Regions from separate parts of the Ovis aries genome. Here region 1 is linked to region 2. The links are chromatin contacts, called in public Hi-C maps. All regions are on one chromosome and are shown on one strand. Each heading gives the region's core, a stretch centred on a gene start, on an enhancer-like site or on the middle of the called end of the contact. The rest is flanking DNA. Distances are from core to core; before and after follow the strand shown.

What was found. Hi-C and Micro-C count contacts between places; a contact is called where the count stands out from the background.
Region 1: a contact with region 2 is called in a Hi-C map of muscle, with 6 times the contacts expected there. The contact joins the promoter of ABL1 here to the enhancer-like site in region 2. A contact is called at or near these places in 9 of 16 Hi-C or Micro-C datasets (hypothalamus, liver, mesenteric adipose tissue and 5 more).

The regions. Positions count from the first base shown.
Region 1 is chr3:5,922,425-5,925,518 of ARS-UI_Ramb_v3.0, reverse strand. ABL1 (ABL proto-oncogene 1, non-receptor tyrosine kinase) reads left to right here and starts at 1,384. Exons shown (of 10, transcript XM_042248056.2): 1 at 1,384-2,854. The coding sequence starts at 2,719. EXOSC2 (exosome component 2) reads left to right here. Exons shown (of 9, transcript XM_004005581.6): 9 at 1-675. It overlaps LOC132659370, which reads left to right and starts at 2,014. Exons shown (of 1, transcript XM_060411660.1): 1 at 2,014-2,300. The coding sequence starts at 2,014. The coding sequence ends at 2,112.
Region 2 is chr3:5,814,911-5,817,912 of ARS-UI_Ramb_v3.0, reverse strand. All of the region lies in intron 3 of ABL1 (ABL proto-oncogene 1, non-receptor tyrosine kinase), which reads left to right. Among named protein-coding and RNA genes, the nearest start is that of QRFP, 37 kb to the right of the region's middle. Within about 2 kb of position 1,277, at least 19 of the 54 cell types and tissues checked have an H3K27ac peak or open chromatin away from gene starts, as enhancers often do. A contact at or near this core is called in muscle and tail adipose tissue, where this site is marked.

The DNA.
Region 1 (3,094 bases), core at 135-2,634, 110 kb before region 2:
AGCAATTTCTAAAATATCAACTAACATTAGATCAACAGTTACTTGATATTGAATGGTACAAGAGAAAATTCAAGGCTTTGGAGTAGTATCAATCTGGGCTCAAATTGTCACATGACTAGGCCAGTGACCTTGAGTAACTCACATCTTGGTTTTCTCATCTGTATACAGGGGATAACATTACTTGTGTTACTGGGCTACAATACAGTAAGGATTAAATGAGAATATGGTTTATGAAGAGCGGAAGACCATAGTGTAGATTAGGTGTGATGAGTGGATTCCCTTAGAGATGGGTATATCCTGGCAGGTGCATTGCTCTGGGGAGACTTGGAGAGTGAAGAAGGGGACCAGGAGGGTACATTTTAGTTGCATAAAAATGGGTTATGGCATGTGTGGATCCGGTTGCACGGGTCATTAGCTAGTTCTGTAAACTCAGCAGTTTCGGCTAACATGTTTTCATGTGACTATGTGTACACCCCTGAAATTAGATATTGTAATCTTTTTCTGCTGTTCCCCCCCACCTCCAGTTTTCTTGAGAAGTTGACATACATCAGTGGACAGTTTAAAGATTCTTTCTCACTCAAACACCTATGTTTATGCGATGCCTCCGAAAGGTTCTTAAAATGCTATTAATGAGTGGGCTCCCTGATACTCCAAAGAAACAATTCGTTAGCAATATGTCGATGCTCTCCAGTTGTTTATTTTTCGCTCGTTCTAATATTTATGCTGCTTGGAGTCAAGGTGGAAGTTCGGGGTGAGGGGCGGCAGTGGAGGCACCAAATAACGTCGGTTTCCTGGAGCGAACTAAATTCTCTCTCCTAAAGAAGCTCAAAGAAGCGATCCAACTCCGGTTTTGGGGAAATCCAATCCGCAGTTTTCCCCTTGCTTTGGTTCCTCGCCGGCCTTACCAACCCGCTCAGGGAGACATTGGCCAGCACCGTGCGAGGCCGGCTAGAGTCCACCGGCTCCCAGGAGGGCGGGACCGACGCTCAGGAGCCGGGAGCAAAAGGCCAGGCTCGGGCGAGCGCGGGCGGGGGCGGGGGCGCCGTAGGACCACAAATCCCGGCCTGCCCCACGGGCTACGCCGAAAGTGGTTGGCTGGGAGCTCTAGCCCCGTCGGCCAATGGGATGCAGGAGAGGGAGCTGACCCGGATTCTCGGGGACCAATGGCAGTGCAGGGGAGGCGGGAGCTTCCTTACCACTCCTCTTGCCCCTCTAGAGAACCACATTTAACAGATCGTACGGGGCCAGGCCCTGCAGGGCAGGGGGACCAGAGCCGAAAGAAGCCGCAGCGTCTCCGAAAGCGGTGTCTGGAGGGTCCCGGTCCCCACGCGAAGCGCGCACCGGACGTCATCGGGAGGCGGGGCCGGGGCGGGGCCTGGCCTCGTTGTGGAGCGGCTAGTAATCCATCATGGCGGCCGCGGGGGTCGGTGACCGTCCCTGAGCAGCGCCGGAGCCGGAACCGGTTCCTGGGTCCTGCAGCTGAGGAGCCCGCCTTGCGTTGTCCACGGCCCCTACTTGGGCGGGGAGGCCGGGTCTTGCGACGGAGCCCGGGGGATGTGACTGCCTGGCAGCGGCGGCCCTAGCCACGTCCGGGCCCGGGGGAGGGGGGTGTCTCGGACAGAGACTCCCCCCCCAGGCTCGGGGCAGCTGAGGCCGCCGGGCCTCCTCCCGGTTCTATCCTCTACCCGCCTTCGGGGCCGCGAGAGCCCGTCGTCCCGTATCAGCTCCATCCCGGCTCTGGGACCCTGGGGTTGTGGTCTCTTTCCCCAGACCTGGGGACACCCCGTTTCCTGAGGCTTGGAGGAGCGTCGCCCCCGGAGTAAGCCGCCCGTGCCCCCCGCCCCGGCAGCCTCCCTCTTTACCCCCGAGCCGCCCCTTAACTCCGAATCCCGGCCTCAAGTTTGGCCTCGGAGCGCCCCCCTCATTCAAATCCCTTCCCTGCTGTCAAGTGGCCTCCCCTCCCCAGCCCCCCAACGTTGCTCCCGTGAGCCTGTAATGCCCTGACTTCTTCCAATGTCACCTACGGCCCCCTCAGCCTCAGCCCAGCCAGAAACTTTAATGCAGAGGAAAAGCCTGGACTGGTTTCACAGGCCTTTTAAAAAGCGGACTTAAAAAGTTGCTGGCCATGCATTCCTTCTCGTCAGAGGGCCAGCTCCCGCTGAAGTCGGGGTGACCCGTGTCCTTTTCCGGAGAGCAGAGTAGAGAAAAAGCAGGAGCGGCAGCTAGTGTGGCAGGAAATTTGTTGGAAGATGGAGACACCAAGATAGGGGGTGGGTGACTTCCCCAGGAAAAGTTCTGGAGGAGCATTCAAAGACCGATCCACGTTTCCTCGATGTGTGGAAATCGACACGACTTTAGCCTCACTGACCGTTGTACAGCATCCCCTGTGAATATTTCTCTTTAGGTTTTTCTCCTTGAAAGGGAGGAAACTTAGCCAGTAAAAGACACTTGAAATCCAGGAACTTTGAGGTCGCACTGCAGTTACATTACTTCGAGTTGATAAACTGCGAATATAATCGGAACTCCTGTTTGCACACGTCAACCTAAAATCTTCACTTCCTTTTATTGTGGAAGATGTCTTGTGATTGACCTCAGTTACTGACTGGTGGAGATGCGGTGAATGTGAAATCCCACGTAAAGACCGTTTCCTTCTCAGCTCACTGATCATTCTGAAAGATCTTGAACCCTCTTCTGGAAAGGGGTGCCTATCCTTGCTTTATGGGGCAGCAGCCTGGAAAAGTTCTTGGGGACCAAAGGAGGCCAAGTCTGCCTGCCCTGCACTTTATCAAAGGAGCAGGCAAGAAGGAATCATCGAGGCACGGGGGTCCACACTGCAATGTGTTTGTGGAACACGGTGAGTGCTCTTCAAGATTTCTGGTCCTATTTTCCGCTTTGCCATGCGTAAGGAACTTTGGAACCACAGGGCTTGTGTTGGTTCCTTCCAGTTCTACTTAAAACTTCAGTTCCTCTAGGTATCTTTTAATCTCCGGTGGAACTTTCTTTGTATAAGAAAAAGTTACTTGATGACACTGGATGGCTTTATTCGAAGTCTTACTGCTTATTTCTTGCCTGATTCCCTATCTAATTCACCGTT
Region 2 (3,002 bases), core at 28-2,527:
GGGCCGTTTCCAGTCTTTTGCTATTATAATGCCATTTTGAGGTGGATTTCAAGCCTTTTAAAAAAAATCTTGGCCCACTGTATGAAAAAAAAAAGAGCTTTACACCACCATCCCATATATACAGTAGTAACAGAAGGTTCAGGAAATCCTACTCATTACTCTTACTGTATGTAATGCACTCTGATATTTTGTATACCATTCTGTTCTGTTTCATTTAAAAACATTCTGGGCATAATCCACTAAATTTATTCCGTAGACCCCACTGGTAGGTCATGACCAGCATTTTGAAATTACACTGCACATACTTCTTTGTGTACAGTCCAAGTTATGCAAGATAAGTTGCTAGAACTGATTGAAGGTTATACATATCTAAAACCCAGAGTGCGGCCTCATCAGCATGCTTTGCAGATGGTGCCAGATTACTTTCTTTAGGAATTGTGCAGATGTGTTTTCTCACCAGCAGTGTTGTGAGAGTGTGTTCCCTTTCCCCTCCTTAGCAGTCTGTTCTCAGACTTGCAAAAACCTATCACTGACTGGTAAAGATGATATCTCATTATATTTACTATACCTGTGCTTCCTAAATTAATCTTTTCTTATACATTTGAAGTATACCAAATTTACATTTGCATTTAGGTATATTCTCTTTCATTGGTCTGTCTCTTCATATACCAATACCAGACTTTTTAATTGTACAACTTTAAAATATATTTTAATATCTGGTAGGGCTAGTCCTTTTTTTTTGGCCAAACTTCGGTGGCAAGCAGGGATCTTCATTCCCTGACCAGGGATCAAACCCATGCCCCCTGCATTGGAAAGCAGAGTCTTAACCACTGGACCAACCAGGGAAGTTCCTAGTCCCCTTTTCTTAATCTTGCTAGCATTTTCGTGGCTATTCTCACACATTCATTTGTATCATATAGACTCACAGTACATGTCTTTTTTCAGTGTTCTCATCTGATGTTTTTCTGATCCTTTCCGTCACTGCCCATGTCTTTACACCAGCACCAGAGTCTGTCTGTACGACAAACAGCATAGGCTGCTGTTGACGGGCGCCCAGAGTGCGGCCTCATCAGCATGCTTTGCAGGCCATTGTTCTCAGCCCAGCTGTGGAGCCAGGTCCTTCCATTCTGCAGATATATTCCAGGGTGCTAGGCCCTTTGCAACTTTGCCTTCAGGCCACAGGGGAGCCTTTTCAGTGAATTAGAACAGAGTGCACCACCCATGGCGGGGAGGTGATTTCCTGGAGCTGACAGCTTGCTTCCCATCTGTGCTGTTTACCCAGGGCGAGCCATGCTGCACCGCAGTAATCAGGCAAGGTCTGTACTGAACAGGATAATGGTTTCTTTTCCCTGGAGTTATTTAATCAGCATCCTTGGAACAGATGCAGGGCAGGCATGATCTAGTTTGACAACTCATTAGCTGGGGGTTGGTCTGAAATATTGTTAAAGCGGGGGAGAGAGCAAGGCCTGCGTGGATACATGATCTGTAGCATTCATCTAACGAGGAAGCCCAGCTCCCTGTCTGGAAGCTGGTGTGTGCCAGGTGGGTTCCTTTCATTCCAGGTAGTCCACGGGGAGCTGACCAGGCAGTGTCCATTACTGGGCAGCTCATGAGTATGTCCTAGGTTTCTTGACCCCCCCTCCCCTCCTCTGCCCCGCCCCCAGCAAAGACTCTCCGTTCAGCTGTCCCAGCACCTGGAGACTTCTCAGCCCATGGGGTCATCAGGTCACACTCGAGGGGACTCTGTTGGGTGGGGTCGTATTCCTGGAATGAGTGGAACAGCCTCAAAGTCGGAGGGAGGGGGAGGTATTACAGCGGCACATGGGACAACGTGGCTCGGCACTGAAAAACGCAGCTCGCATAGCAGAGCTTTGATGCAATCCTTTTTGGATTTCGAAGGGGAAAATTTAAAGTTTGGTGGGAGGAATAGGCCAGGGTTGAATAAGTCTAATTCTTATTTTCAAATTAGCTAATCTTTAGGAAACAACTGAAGTTTTAGAAGATTCTTCTCTCAGGCCCCACAGGATTTCTTTCTGCCTCCACCCTCTTGGCTCTGGTTTCAGCAGCCCTTGTGGCTGGTCCGTCAGCCTCGGGCCCCAGAGCCCAGGACTCCGGGATTCTCAGGCGAGCCTCTTGGAAGGGCCATACCAAACAGCCATTGTTGTTTCCTGGGTGTCCTGCGAGGTTTAACAGTCTCTAGATTCCCTGGGGTTTGGTTTTTGTTCTTGATGCTTTCTTAAAGCCTGGAACCCTCTGCCAGCAGAGTTAAAGCGGAATTAAAGGCTGCTGTTCCTCCTCCACCACCCACCCCCGTCCTTCTCCCCTTGTTTGGTTATTTGTGTCTCTATCTTTCTTACTTGGCGGGACGCCACTGCCAAGCCCCATAGCTCCTCACAGCCCTCGGTAAGTGTTTTTCCTGCCTTTCTTCAACGAGCCGCCCAGTTGGCGTTTATTTTCACGGGCTGCTGAAGTCAAAGATTCGGGGTTGACAGGAGCAGAATCTGGGCCTAGCTTTAGCAGAGGTGGCATGACGGGGCACCACCTGTATCACCTCTCATGTCTTTAAGACCTGCCCGCCCTGACACTGGCTCAGCAGGTGCAGGCACCTGGTGAAAAGCCTGCTGAACCAAGCTGACCTTCCCTAGTCCAGGAGACCAGGGGGAATTATTAGTGAGGACTGCCTTCCTGCTGGTGTTTGAGGAGCTTGGGAGTTGCTGGGCAGGTGTCACTTCTGGCCTCACAGCCTGTAAATCACACATCCGAGTTCGGACGCCAAGGTCTGAGGCAGCCAAAGGTTGCCCAAGTCCGATGAGCCCGTGAGCCTGGCTGTCAGGAGGAGAGCTGTTCCTGGTGAGTGTCTCTGACAGGCCCCATCTCTCGGGTCCCCCGCGTGATTAGGAGGACGTGCAGCCCTGGCTGAGCACCCAGAGTGTTTACGTAACTGGGCGCATAGCGTGGTGACATGCCAGTCATAATGCTCATTTCACTTTCCCCTGTGCACA